3 separate regions of the Sus scrofa genome follow, and regions 1 and 2 are each linked to region 3. Evidence: chromatin contacts called from public HiChIP or PLAC-seq data. All regions are on one chromosome and are shown on one strand. The core of a region is the stretch at or near the end of the contact, and the rest is flanking DNA. Distances in the headings are between cores, read along the strand shown.

Region 1 (4,364 bases), core at 790-3,289, 660 kb after region 3:
GGGGAGGCTGGGGTTGGGGGAGGCAGAGAAAGAGCATATGGGGGAGGGCAGCCATTTTCGGAAGCAGCAGTAAATGCGTCTGAGAGGTGAGCTGGGGGTGGTCTGCCATCTCTGCCTCAGCCCACACCTTCTTTCCCCGGAAACTGAGAAGGAACCCGAGCACACCAAGAGGTGCCTTCAGAGAACTGTAGCAGTTTTTAGGCAGAGAGTGAGTGGAACGGCTTGCCGTCCCCTCACCCTCCCCTTGCTGTCCCTGCATTACCTCTTCATCTGGCCAGCTTCCTCCCTGGCACCCACCTGCTAGCTGTTTTAGACCTATAATTCTCTTGCCTCCACAGACATAGGGCAAGCTCTTTCAAGAACTGCTTTTTCCCTCCTTCTTTCCTCCCTCCCTCCTTTTCTCCCTCCCCTACCCACAAGCCACGTGTTGGAGTGACAAAGGAGCCCCATGGCATGGCACTGCCTTTGATGGAGAATGTTAATGTAGAAGCAGGAATGAAAAATGAGAAATGGCAAGGGTGACTGATATAGGGAGGGGGAATGGTTGATACAGAAAATGAAGCACTGATGGAGGGGGATGAGGGATGACAAAGGGAAATATTTGGCTTAGGTGGCAAGTAGGGTACCGGTGGGTTTAAAGAGAGAGAGATGTAGAGAGTTGAAATACTAGAGGAGGTGTTCATGGAAAATGGATGCCTGAAGGGTTTGGTATAGAAAATGAATGATAAAGCATGCAGTTCATTCAAATGTAAGGGTGGAGTAGAAGGGGGTTCTTATATGTCACTGGGGATGAGATGAAGATGAGATGGAGGAAGCAGGTAGGCAATGGACAGGAATGCGACATGGAGAATTTGACTTGGTATGGGTATGAGTGCCCTTCTCCAGAGGGACTTACCGAAACTTTACAAACCCATTCAGCGTCCACGCTCGAAGTTTTAAGGGCTCCAGCTGAATTTTAAACATCAAGCTGGCTAAGAAGTCTTCTCCCCAGAAGTGTGGGAAGCTCCGGAAAGCTCCTCGGGCCTGTAGTGGGGGTGCTGCTGGGGATGGGCAGGAGAGCACTGTGCGCTTAAACATGCCCAGCCCAGCCCCTCACCTCGGATCGCTCCACTGGAGCCTGCTCGGAAAGCTGCAGCTCTGGAAGCCACCTCCTCAGGCCCTTGCCCAGCAAGGCTTGTCCGGTGCAGCAGGAGCTGGACCTGATCCCCAGGTGTGGCGAGTGAAGGGACAGGGTCCAGCGGCCACCTGCTCTCAGGTGCAGCAATGTCTGGCTGATTGTGAATGGCTGTATGGCAGTGTGACAGTAAGGCTGGCAGTGCGAAGAGTGTGTGCTTGTAAGTGGCAGCGTGTGTACCTGTGACAGGTGTGATAGTCTGTGAGGGCTTAAGAGGCAATGGGTTCCTCTCGCTTCTCTCTCCGTAGAGGACCAGACCCCAATTCCCAAGAACCTACTCAATGAAGTCACTGACAGGGAGTCTCCTCCCTCGCTGATGGGCGGGGCGGCGCGGGGAGAGCTCCGCCGGGACAAAAGGCGCGGCAAGGAGAGGAGGGGAAGAGAGGGGAGGGGGCTGGGGCGGGGGAGGGTGGTCGGTGATGTCACCGGGGCTGGCTGGCAGGGCCGGCTCAGAAACGCCTCCGCCCCACGAAACCCAATGCAACCCAGCCTGACCCTCTCTCGGCTCAGACGCTGGCTGCCCCCCGAGGGTCGTGGACATCGAGCACCTTGCAGACCCCGAGTCCCCACACCCCCACGGCGGAAGAGCCGATGGGCCTTCAGTGTCCCAACCCCCCGACACCAGGACCCCTGGCTTCGCGAAGCCCCCGCTCCCGGGACCCTCGAGTCCTGGCTCGGCGCCCTCACCGGTGAGGAGCTGCGGGCGCCACCGCGGTCCGTCAGACAGCCGCTGCCCCCTCACCCGGCTCCGGCTCCGCCGCCTCCACTCGGGACAGGAGTCGCCTGCCCGCCGGCGGCAGACAGCGAGCCCGGGAACCCGCCCCCACAGCTCCGCCTTCGCGATGCCCATTGCTCCATCTGCCCGTCATTCAGCTTGGCTTCTGTTGTAATTGGACAGCTTTCAACGAGTGGCTCTGTGATAGCCACCCACTCTCCGCCCCTGTCACCCGGCCACACGCGCACACATTCCGGACAGTGATTGGTGTGAGTCTGATTGGTGCACTCCACAATCAATCAACCACACCTCTTCACTATCTCGCCGTTTCATTGGTGAAAGGAACAGAGGGCGGCAACTCCACGCGCCCTTTGATTTTATTGGTTGGTCTCTGGGGCTCAGACCGGACTCGGGGGGACAACTATTTTAGTCCAATCTCTGGTTGGAGAAGGTGGGACGTACTGGCCACCGCTCGAATCCCGGGAGAAGCTTCTGGAACCCGTGCAACGTCAAAAGCAGCCTTAAAGGAAAACTGCGCTCACCACTTGGTGGTGACTCTGGGCATTCTTTCCTTTCTTTTTTTTTGGGGGGGGGGAGAGGTGAGGGGGTAGGGGAGAGAATAGTGCACTCTGGGAGGTGTAGTCCCTGGAGCAGAGTCAAAAGATCACACCTTCTTACTCATCTTCCATTTAATCGTAAACTGACCTCGCCCTGACCTGATTTAGCTTTATATTACCGTGACCCGGAATTGACCTGATGTGACCTAACAATCTCAAAACAGACTCTGGTAGATGTGTAGAGTTTAAGTACCTTTCTGATCTCTCCTTTGTAATTGGGTAGTTCTTTACAGGTTTAGCACCTTCATGCTTCCCTGAGTCCCCTTTTCATCCTCTGTATAATCCCCTCATCCCTGCTCCCTTATGCAGCCCGTTCTCAACAAACCCCACAATCCCCATTAAAGTTCCCCCTATAATCTTTCATCTTTCTTTTCCTTTGAGTTCCCACGTTTTAGCTCCCCTTTATCATCCTCTCATCTTGGCCTCATATGATCTCCTGTCCTTCCCTCATCATCCTCTGTCTTACCCTATTCTTAATCCTTTATTTACTCCCATGAACTCCCCTACCCTGGCCCCCTTTTAATCTTTCATCCTAGCTCCATGGTCTCCTTTCTTAACACCCTCAGAATCTCTCATCTCAGTACTTCCCCACCCCCATTAAATCTCAGCCCCAGTGTCCCCGATGTTCAGAGCAGGCAGGGCTGTGGAGGCGGTTGCCAGCGGAAGCCGACGCTTGAGCAGACACGGTGCCTAGCGCCCACGTCACTGTCTCCCAGACCCATCTGTGCTAGAGGGAGCGGGGGTAGGAAGGGGGTAATCTGGGGGTGAAGAGGGGGAAGGAGTTCTTGGGGGGTTTGAGGACAAAGGAAGGGCCAGGGCAGAAGCTTTCACATATCTCTCATTCTTTGAGGGTTCCCAATTCAGAAATTGGATACCCATGTGGTCATGCAAACTGGATAGGGCTGGAAACAGATTTGGAGAGCATCAGTACCTAGGCAGCAGAGCAGGGCAGGGAAGAGGTCTAAGGATCCTGAGGTCAGGTCTACATATCCTCTACTGCCTGCCTTCTTACTAGTATTCACAAGGGGGATCCCAGGTGTAAAGGGGTATGGGGTGTGAAGGAAGGAAGAAAGTGTGGTAAGAGGACAATGGAGGCGTTTCTGTCCTGCCTCAGGGGTAACGAACACGACTAGTATCCAGGAGGATGCAGGTTTGATCCTTGCCCCTGCTCAGTGGGTTAAGGATCTGGTGTTGCCATAAGCTGTGTTGTAGGTCGCAGACACACCTTGGATCCTGTGTTGCTGTGGCTGTGGTGTAGGCCAGCAGCTACAGATCCAATTTGACCCCTAGCCTGGGGACCTCCATATGCAGGTGCAGCTCTAAAAAAAAAAGGAGGATGAAGAGGAGGCAGAGTAAGGGGGTTAAGGATAGGAGGGAGGGGAGGGAAGATGGGGTAGGGGAAACGGAGAGTGGAGGAGAGGGGAGAGGGGTGAGGTGGATGGGGAGAGGAGGGAGGAGAGAAACGGTGGGAGGTAGAGTGGAGGAGATGAGAAGGAAAGGGGAAATGAGGAACAGGGATTAGAAGGGAGGGGAGATGGGGTAAGTAGCAAAAGAGATGGGATGAAGGGGAATGAGAAAGGGAGGGGAGGTGGGGTGACGGGGGAATGGAATAGTGTGACATGGAGGTAGGAAAGGGAGGGTGAGGGGGCCCAGAACTGCTAATGGATCTGGGGGTTCTCACTCCCCCACCTCCAGACTCATGGGGGACTGGGGTGTGGGTGGCTCTGCTTCTTCCTATTCCAATTCTGTCGATTTTGCCTCCTCCAGTCTTGCCTGTGCCAACACGGAGGCAGAGTTTAGTCACCGGCCCTTACCTGGTCTCTGCTAATGCTAAAGTGTAGGCTTAGACCTTCAAGGC
Region 2 (3,904 bases), core at 723-3,222, 580 kb after region 3:
AGGGGCAGCTGGTGTCCTGGAGACCTTGGGCCTGTTGGGAGTGGTAGTGAATGAAAGGGAGGAAATGGCTGCCCAACTTTCTGCCTATCCTCCCTTAGACATCACCGTTTTTGCTTTCAGGTCTCTCCCCCTGTACCTAGAAACCTATTTGGACTGGATCCGTCCCCCTGACCGTGAAGCCCTTCTTGAGGAATTTCGGACATCTCTGCTCTAGACCTGTGACCTGAAGGTGCTATGTTTCCAAGAACCTGATCTTGGGCTTCAGTGAGCCACCTGTCAGGAGGGCTTTCTGCTAATACACTCCTTGGGGAGTGTGGCTAGAGCTGACCATTCCAATATAAGTCTGACATTAGAGAGGTTGGTGGTAGTCCTGCAAAATTTGTTCTAGTTACTGGTGTTCTGGTTCCAGAAAAAGCCCCTCTTCCAACAACAAGGCACTGACTTTATTGATAGTACCTTTTTTTCCTGTTTACCTTTTTATGTTTTGAATAAAATTTGATATCTATCTTCTGTCTGCTTACTGCACATACTTGAGTGGGAAGGCTCACAGCTGGCTGATTCAGCTGAGTGCGGGTTGTCTAAGATGCCCTCTCCCAATATCATCTATCTTATGATCCTCAGGAGAAAGGGCTACAGGAATCCTTACTCAGGAATCAGTGCCTTTAGTCCTTCTTGCCAAAAAGGCGAGTACCCCTGCAAACCCAGGATCCTAGGTGAGGCGACAGAATGAGTGGAGTTAGGTAGGTCTGGAAGGTGATTCTTAGAAGGAAGGGACAAGCAGACCTCTGAGTCTGTTAGAATGACACCTCACCCCCTCCCTAATCCAAATTTGGGATTCGATGGTCTTAGTCAAATGTGTCTCTATGGTTAGAGGGTAAAGGATGAATTAAGTCACCATACCACCAAAGCTGCCTGTTGAATATAGTCAGGGCAAGCTGGCATTTTGGGTCCAAGGTCATCAAGTCTCAGCAATGTTTTTTTTTTTTTTTTCTTCTGCTTTAGGCTCTATTGAATCTGTTTGTGTTCTGCGGTTGCTATTTTTTTTTCCTTTTTTTTTTTTTTTTGGCCTCGCCCATGGTAGGCATGCGGAAGTTCCTGGTCCGGGGATCGAACCTCTGCCACTGCAGTGACCCAGGCCCCTGCAGTTATAACGTGGGTCATTTAACCTGCGGAGCCACAAGAGAACTACCTGTGGTTGTCTTTTGATTCCTCTTCGGAATTGAGTGTCCTTTGCATAGCTATTAATATTAATACCCAATGGTAAGAAGGAGCACATACCTCCAAGCCCTGCGGAACTATAAAGCTTGTGGGATTAGGATTACCAGAGGGTGTAATGACAACAGGGAAGAGTGGATTAAGAGCTGGAATGCTAGCCAAAGAGTCCGGAGTAGAGGTGGCTGGAGCCAGCGTTTTGAAGGAGCAAGGAGAGGGGTTAGAGTGCATACTCAGGTTTTGGAAGAAAATGGGTGTGTGGGTTATCACTACAAAAGGACTAGACTAATACAAGGGTTCAATCCATTGTGCCAGGTTCTTCTAGCCGGATAAACTCAGGAGCCAATGAACTGGAGCCAAGTGGGAGAGTCAGCCTCCCAGGGTTAAAGGCTCTCCTTTCGCCAGTCGATCTGGCCCCATTCCTTTCGTTGATTGGTCGAGAGTCCCAATCCGTCGAGGAAGCGTAGCGTTGCGGCCAATTGACGTGGCGTTACTAGGCGTGTTGCATCCCTGAGGCGGGAGCCGGGCCGCAAGCGAATTTCCTGATTGGCTCTGGTCCGCGGGTTGCTGGGGAGAGGAGGCACGGAGAGGCGGGCGGGAGTACCCAGGGCAGGCGCTGATTGGCTGAGTTGTGAGCACCTCTCCTTCCGATGATTCGGCTCTTCTCGCCTCAGTCTTCGCAAAGCGTCTGCAGCCGTCGTTTGAGTTGTCGCTGCCGCTGCCCCCTCGCGGATCAGGCGCTAGCGTCCCCCGCCCGCTTACCGCCCTGGTGCCTCTGGGAGGAAGCGAAAGGGAGGCCGTCTGCGGGTTTGTCGTTGCCGCTCACCCTCCGCCCGGGAGAGCCGAGCACCGGCCGAGTCGGTCGCCTGCCACCCTTCGTAGCCGTTACCTGCGGGCCGCCACAGCCGTTGGCCGGGAGAAGCGCGCGCCATGGCCTCCGGAGCTGAGTGAGTGTGTGCGCGCCCCCCGTCCTCCCGCTGCGAGTGCGCGCACTGGGAGATCCCCTGCGTTGGGTAGGCCCGGCCAGGCCTGCTTGTGGGCGCGTCTAGGAGGTGGAGACAGGGAAGGAGGGAGACGGAAGGAGAGGAAGGGGGCGAATGAGGAGCCGCGGACCCCGCTGGGCCCGGCCGCGCACCCGTGCGCCCCCTAGGCGGGGCTTGCTTTGGGCCTGGGTCGGGGCCTGGGCCGGATCGTGCTGTGTCATGCAGGCCCGGGGCGGCCTGATTGGCTCCTCTCGAACGGCTGTCCTGTCCTAGTGAGGTCTGAGGGCCCACGCTGCCGGCACGGAGCCCCGGGGCCTTGGGGTGTCCACCTGCGATCCAGTCTGCCACCCGTTGTAGGCCTTTGGTCCCCGGAGAGTGCAGGCCACTTGGGCCTGACGCCCTAACTGGGCCCGGTGGGCGTGGACTTTGAGCCACGTGAAGGCCTTAGGAGCCGGGAGACCGAGACCGAGGAGGAGGCCGGAGCAGTGCAAGGCCGGGCGAGCTCAGGGGAGCTCCCGACGGCCCTTTTGGATCCGGGTGGGTCTGGCCCGTGGTTGGCATCCTCTACGACCTGAGTAGTGAGAGGCTGTTACCGAGAGGGCGGGCCCTGCCTTTCCCATCTGGCCTTCTTCATACTTTATTATTCCTGTTTTATTCATATGGGAAGGCTATAGTCAGTTTTCAATAATGTTAGGAAGTGGGGTTCATTAGGTTCTTGCTAAAATTCGAATCTCAGTTCGTATTTTGTGGGCCTTTCTAGATTTCAGCCTTTTGTGGTGTGAAGGTTAGAGTTGCCCTAACTTCTCAAACACACACAGCCTTTTACCTATGTGGAGAAATCCTGAGCTCTCTATTCCTCAGGAAAGCATCAGATAAAACCTGGCTACCTCTGCCCATTTTAGAATCAAGAGCTTTAGATACTGGGGGAGTTGGGGTGGGGGAGGAGAACACTGCCATCCTATGGAAACTCTTCTATGCAAAGCACCTTCCAGACTTGAAAGTTCAGTTTTTTGAGGTGTTCCTTTTTTTCAAGTTTCTGAACCGAGGTGAAGTATTTATTACTGAGGCGCCTATTGAAAAGGGCTGCTTATTAATACTTAAAGTACCCTCTTTAGTTTCCAGTACTAAAAGTCGAAAATTCTTAGAACCTGGCATCATAGACAGTTTATCTCTAGGTCATCTTGATGACTCTTAACTGAACTCTGTCCACGCCCCCTGTGGCCCACTGGGGTCCTGGAAGAGGGCCTTGACTCATGCAGGAAACCAGAGGAAGGTCCCCAAAGAGCCTCCAGGACTGTTGTCAGCCCATGATCAAGCTGACTTCCCTTGTTTAGAGGTTACCTCTTTCGATCTCAGGGGACAGATGTAGAATTAAAGGTCTTTACTTTAAGGGCAGAACATATCAGTCATCTCCAGTGCTGGGCTCAGGAGTGGTAGGCAGATTGGAGGTTTTCCTAGAATACAGCTTTGGGGTTAGAATACAAACTCTGATGACCAGAGGCAACTGGTATTTTATTTCTCTAACCCTAATCCTATACATCCAACTGGAAGATGGACAGCCCTTAGAGGGTATTTTGATGCATGGAGGAGAGGGAGAATGGATGGATTTAAATTGCCCTCGACTCTCACATTGACCATGTTTGCTCTCCAGGGTGTTTGTTGATAAGCATTGGAAGAGTATGCCTACTCTGCAGCATTGTGCCTAACAC
Region 3 (4,406 bases), core at 639-3,138:
CAACAAACGTGCCAATCTCTCGCTGTCAGGAGACGTGTTTCTACAATCTTTTCTTAGCCTCTTTGCTTCTATTTTCTATGCTGAAAATTCCATTTTGTCCTGCTTTACTTAACCCCATATTCCAGCTTGAAAAACAGTCACCATGCTAGTAAATAATTTAAGCTTAAGAACAAAGACCAAAAGGCATAAGTATTCACGTGGTCAGCTGAATGAGGACATAATGCGTTGGTCTAGGCATGCAGTTTGCACAGCATGATACGTCCTGTTAAAATAAGAGGAAGAGGCGCCTCAAGGCCCCAGGGGGTTTATGAGCGGTCGTTAGCAGAATATGCATCAGCAAGGAGGTACAAACCTAGGCATGCCAGGTTGCAGCAGATAGGCATGCTGTCTGTGGAAGCACAATGATAATTCTCTAGGTGCTATGCACAGAGAGCTAATATCCAGCTTCTTCAATGCTAGTGATTGTTAATGCCTAAAGGTCAGAATAAAAGCTTAACCAGCTACCAGCTATGTGACTTTTAAAATAATAAAAGAACTATGTCCTGCACCTACAACCCCCTCCTCACTTGATGTAATCCTAAAGAGCACAATAAAAGCAGTGTGGTTTCTTGAGGCACTGCTCTTGGTCCCTGAGACCTTGAGTCCCCCAGTTCCCACCCGCAATTAAGATAAATGTCTCTGTGTCTTGTTTTATGCTAACTTTTTCTCAAGTTTTACAGCACCCGTTCCTCAGCCCTTACCTGCGAAGCTGGACTCAGCATCTCGCCTCAGTCCTTTCTCAAGTTACTGATATAAAATTAACAGAGTCAGCCTACTAGGGACTTAACCCCTGCATCCAGTCTTTGCTCCTCGAATGGGAGTCTTACCTTAGTGAGAGGAAGTGTCCCGGGCAGAGTAAGCCCCTCCTTCTCCAAAAGCCTCTTCTCCTCCTCCGTCAGTATCAGCTCACCAATCTCCTGGGGTTCCAAGAGGTGGGCAGCACAGGTGCAAGAGGGTGTCAGAGAGAAATTCGGACTCCTGCCCCAACCCGGTCAATGTGGGAATAATCGTCCTGTAAACCAAGTCAAGTTACCTGCTCTGCGGGCGCCTCCACACGCAGGGAAGTCATTTGGGCCCCTTCCTTCTCATAATCCTCATTATCTGCAAGAGGGAAAGTATAAACAGCCAGGTCCATAGTCCCCTCCCCTCCCCCAAACTTCACCTCTATCAGACTCACCTAGATCTATGGAGACATACTCCTGTGACAGGGAATAGGTGTGATCATGGTGGACAAGATAGGGGTCAGAGTGGCTAAAATCGGTCAACGATGCTGGGGGACTCGACAGGCAGCTCAGGAAATCCTCTACGTCCCAATCGCTCAATGCCTGCCCAGGGTTCAGATTAACAGACTTTGACTGATCACCACCCCCTGCCTCAGAGACACCCCTCCATCCCGCCCGGGGCCTCCCGGACTCAGAGCCCCCCCCCACCTCGGAAAGTGGTAGCTCCCAATCCAGGGGCGCCTCCAAGGCTTCGTCCCGCGCCGCCCCCAGACCTCCGCTTTCCTCTAACAGGAAGCCCAGCAAGTCATCGTCACCCGAGTCCAACCCCAGCTCCATATGAGACATCTACGGAAAGGATGAGCAGAAACACAGAAGTACACCCGGAGTCAACTCCCAACCCCACGCACGACTCCCACCGATCGTCAGTGGGCCACACCTATGGGCTCCGCAAGCGGGGTTTTCCTCCTGGATGCCGGAGGTGGCTCACAAACCCGACCCGCCTCCCAGCCTGAGTCTTAGCCACTTCCAACACCACACAAGTGACGCACCGAGCCCTGAGGCATCCCGGGACTTGGAGTTCCCCGGACGCGGAAGTGGCCTTGGTGCACGCCACGTCCCGGGCACTATGCAAATAGAGGGGACGTCCTTGCCAGCCCCTCACTCCCCGAGGGCGGGCATTCCGGCGAGCCGCCTCCGCCTCCGCCTCCGCCTTCGCCCCGGGCTAGGAAAAGGAAGGACTACCGCGCAACCGGGACCTCGGGCCCAGCTCGGGCGTCTTCTTGGGATTGCGCCGCACCCTCGCTTCCTGCCGGGGAGGGGCTGCGGGTCTTCGGCCGGCTCCTGAGCATCGAGATCTGGGGCCAGAGCAGCTTCCTGCGGTCCCCGCAACCATAGAGCGCGGGCCCAGGGCGCCGCCCGCGGGCGGGGGACGTTCCCGGACGGAAGTGGCCGAGAGTGTCGAAGGGAGGGCGAGGCCGGAGCCCGAGAGCCACCGGGAGAACGAGCGGGTTAGCGGGCCGGCGGGCGGGGCGCAGAGCCGGGCAGCGCAGGTAGGCCGGTCTGCCGCGAGCGGGGCCTCAGGGTGGGGCCGCAAGGCCGGGCCCGGGAGGCGGGCGGGGCCCCTGACTTGACTGCGTCTCCTGTTTCGGGTCCTGTTGGAGAGGTCAGCGTCCAGTGTCTCTCGGCTTGGGCTGGGAGTTCAAGAGGCCTTTTTGCGGGAGGCTTTTCTGCTCCCTTGCTGGGAGCAGCCCCCTGTCTGGGATAGGTTTGGGGGAGGGTGAAGAGTGGGTGGCAGTGCGACGCAGGGCGGGGATCGGCTTTGAGGTTGGCTGATGGCGGGTATGTGGGTAGGAGCGCCCTGGGTGGGTTGGGGATTAGGTGGTATTGGGTTTAGGAGCCAAGGTTAGCTTTAGGGGTTTAAATTTCGAGTTATGAGCGTGAGTCAGGTCCGTTTTGGGTAGGTAAAGTTTGGATTAAGGACATTATTTTGTGTTCTAGGATGGTCAGCCTAAGCCAGAGTTAGAGTCCAGGGTCGGGTTAAGGGTCAGCAGCAGGAACGGCGCTCGAGATCCAGTTTTAGGCATTAGAGACCGTTGGCATAGCCAGTGTTAGGGGTAAAACGGGGAAGGAGTGACTCAGGAATCAAGTGACACATGATCTTTAGGTTCAGGGGTCAAGCTCTAGGGGTAAGGTTGGGATTTGGTGCTAAAGGTAAAATTTAGATCAAAATTAGGGATCAGGGATTGGATTCAAGTGTCTGCTGGGAAAGAGCTGAATGTTAAAGCCAGTATTGGGCATCAGGAGACAAATTGGGATCGGGGTTAATGTTGGGAACTAAGGACAGTTTTAGGGGTTATAGGCTGAGGTCAGGGTAGGTGACCTCAGGCAGGTAAAATTTAAGAGATTGGCAGGTGCTCTTTTTTTTTTTTTTTTTTTTTTTTGCAGGGAGGGCTCTTGTTTCTCTGTCGCCGTGGGGGCTTCTTTGGCGCAGAGAAATGATAAACTGATTACAGGGTAGGGTTCTGAGCTTCAGCTAGAATTGCAGGCATCTGGGATTCCAGCTGCATTGTACTCTCTAAGCCCAAGGCTCTTGCTGTGGCCACCACAGGTGAGGGGCAGGGGTTCCTGGACCATGTTATTTACAAGGTAGGAGGTGGGAAGGTGTTAGGGACCCAGGAGATGTGCTAGGCTTCATAGTAAATGGGGGACTATCTAGGGGAGAGGGGCCTGGTGGGTCAGTTAAGGGAAAGGCCGGCCAAGGAAGCTTGCCATGGGAGAAGGGGATGGCTTAATCCTCTAGAGTTCAGTCCTACTGCCTCCCCGTTCCCTCACTCCCTAGATGCTAAGCCTTCCTCTGCAACTCTCCTCCCTGGCCCTGCAGTTCACGCCCAACCCGTCATGCATACCCACTTTCAGAATACTCCGCTTGCCTTTAACACTCCCGTGGTGTTCATCTTATCATCTGTCTCAGCCTGCCTTCGGCCTCCCTTCCCATCTCTTAATCCACACATCCTGCCTGCATTTGATCTCGCCCACATCTGAGCTTGCCGGTCATGTTAAAGCTCTCTCCTGCCATTTTCACCCGCTCCTTCACCTGCACCGGGTCATCTGCCGAACGCCCCGCCCCCAGCCCAACGCAACTGTCAAGTCCTCATGGTCCCTGCTATGGGCCATTCCCTGATTCCAAGCCTCCTTAATTTCTTGGTCTGCTTATAGATCCCCTTCCCCCACTCCCCACACAGAAAAGAGGAAACGGGACCCAAAGAGGAAATTGGGTCTTGCTGATCCCACGCCCAGCCAAGCCACTGACCACACCCCCTTTCACTCCCAGCCTTACCCTGTCACTGACCACGGTACCACCCCCTCCCCAGCCTGACCCAGCCACTGGCTGCCCCTCATCACTCTCGAGCCCCATCTTTATTTATACACTGCGAGTGTCCCTTCACTCTCCCCCCATCCCAGCCTAATGTAGCCACTGACCACAGCCCCATCTCTTCCCAGCCTCCTGCAGCCTGACCTGGCCTCTGACCTCACCCCGTCATTCCCCCTCTTAGCCACCATCCACATAATTCCTCTTCTCCTTCCCCCAGCCTGATCCAGTGACTAATTATATCTGTGTTTTTCCTACTGTTAACCTTCCCCAGC

What was found. HiChIP or PLAC-seq counts read pairs in DNA pulled down with a chosen protein or histone mark.
Region 1: an H3K27ac HiChIP or PLAC-seq map of skeletal muscle shows a contact between it and region 3. The contact joins the promoter of DNAJB5 here to the promoter of TLN1 in region 3. A contact is called at or near these places in 2 of 2 datasets of contacts at active chromatin or transcription factors (alveolar macrophages and skeletal muscle).
Region 2: an H3K27ac HiChIP or PLAC-seq map of alveolar macrophages shows a contact between it and region 3. The contact joins the promoter of VCP here to the promoter of TLN1 in region 3. A contact is called at or near these places in 2 of 47 Hi-C or Micro-C datasets (heart right ventricle and liver) and 2 of 2 datasets of contacts at active chromatin or transcription factors (alveolar macrophages and skeletal muscle).

The regions. Positions count from the first base shown.
Region 1 is chr1:235,788,332-235,792,695 of Sscrofa11.1, reverse strand. DNAJB5 (dnaJ homolog subfamily B member 5) reads right to left here and starts at 2,039. Exons shown (of 5, transcript XM_005654514.2): 1 at 1,862-2,039; 2 at 896-1,040. The coding sequence starts at 2,024. All of the region lies in intron 1 of LOC100525024 (protein FAM205A-like), which reads left to right.
Region 2 is chr1:235,867,674-235,871,577 of Sscrofa11.1, reverse strand. It overlaps VCP (valosin containing protein), which reads left to right and starts at 1,972. Exons shown (of 17, transcript NM_214280.1): 1 at 1,972-2,159. The coding sequence starts at 2,143. It overlaps FANCG (Fanconi anemia group G protein), which reads left to right. Exons shown (of 14, transcript XM_003121983.6): 14 at 121-505. The coding sequence ends at 214.
Region 3 is chr1:236,448,460-236,452,865 of Sscrofa11.1, reverse strand. It overlaps TLN1 (talin-1), which reads left to right and starts at 1,888. Exons shown (of 57, transcript XM_021065688.1): 1 at 1,888-2,311. It overlaps CREB3 (cAMP responsive element binding protein 3), which reads right to left and starts at 1,598. Exons shown (of 9, transcript NM_001123220.1): 1 at 1,470-1,598; 2 at 1,217-1,364; 3 at 1,073-1,140; 4 at 867-956. The coding sequence starts at 1,598.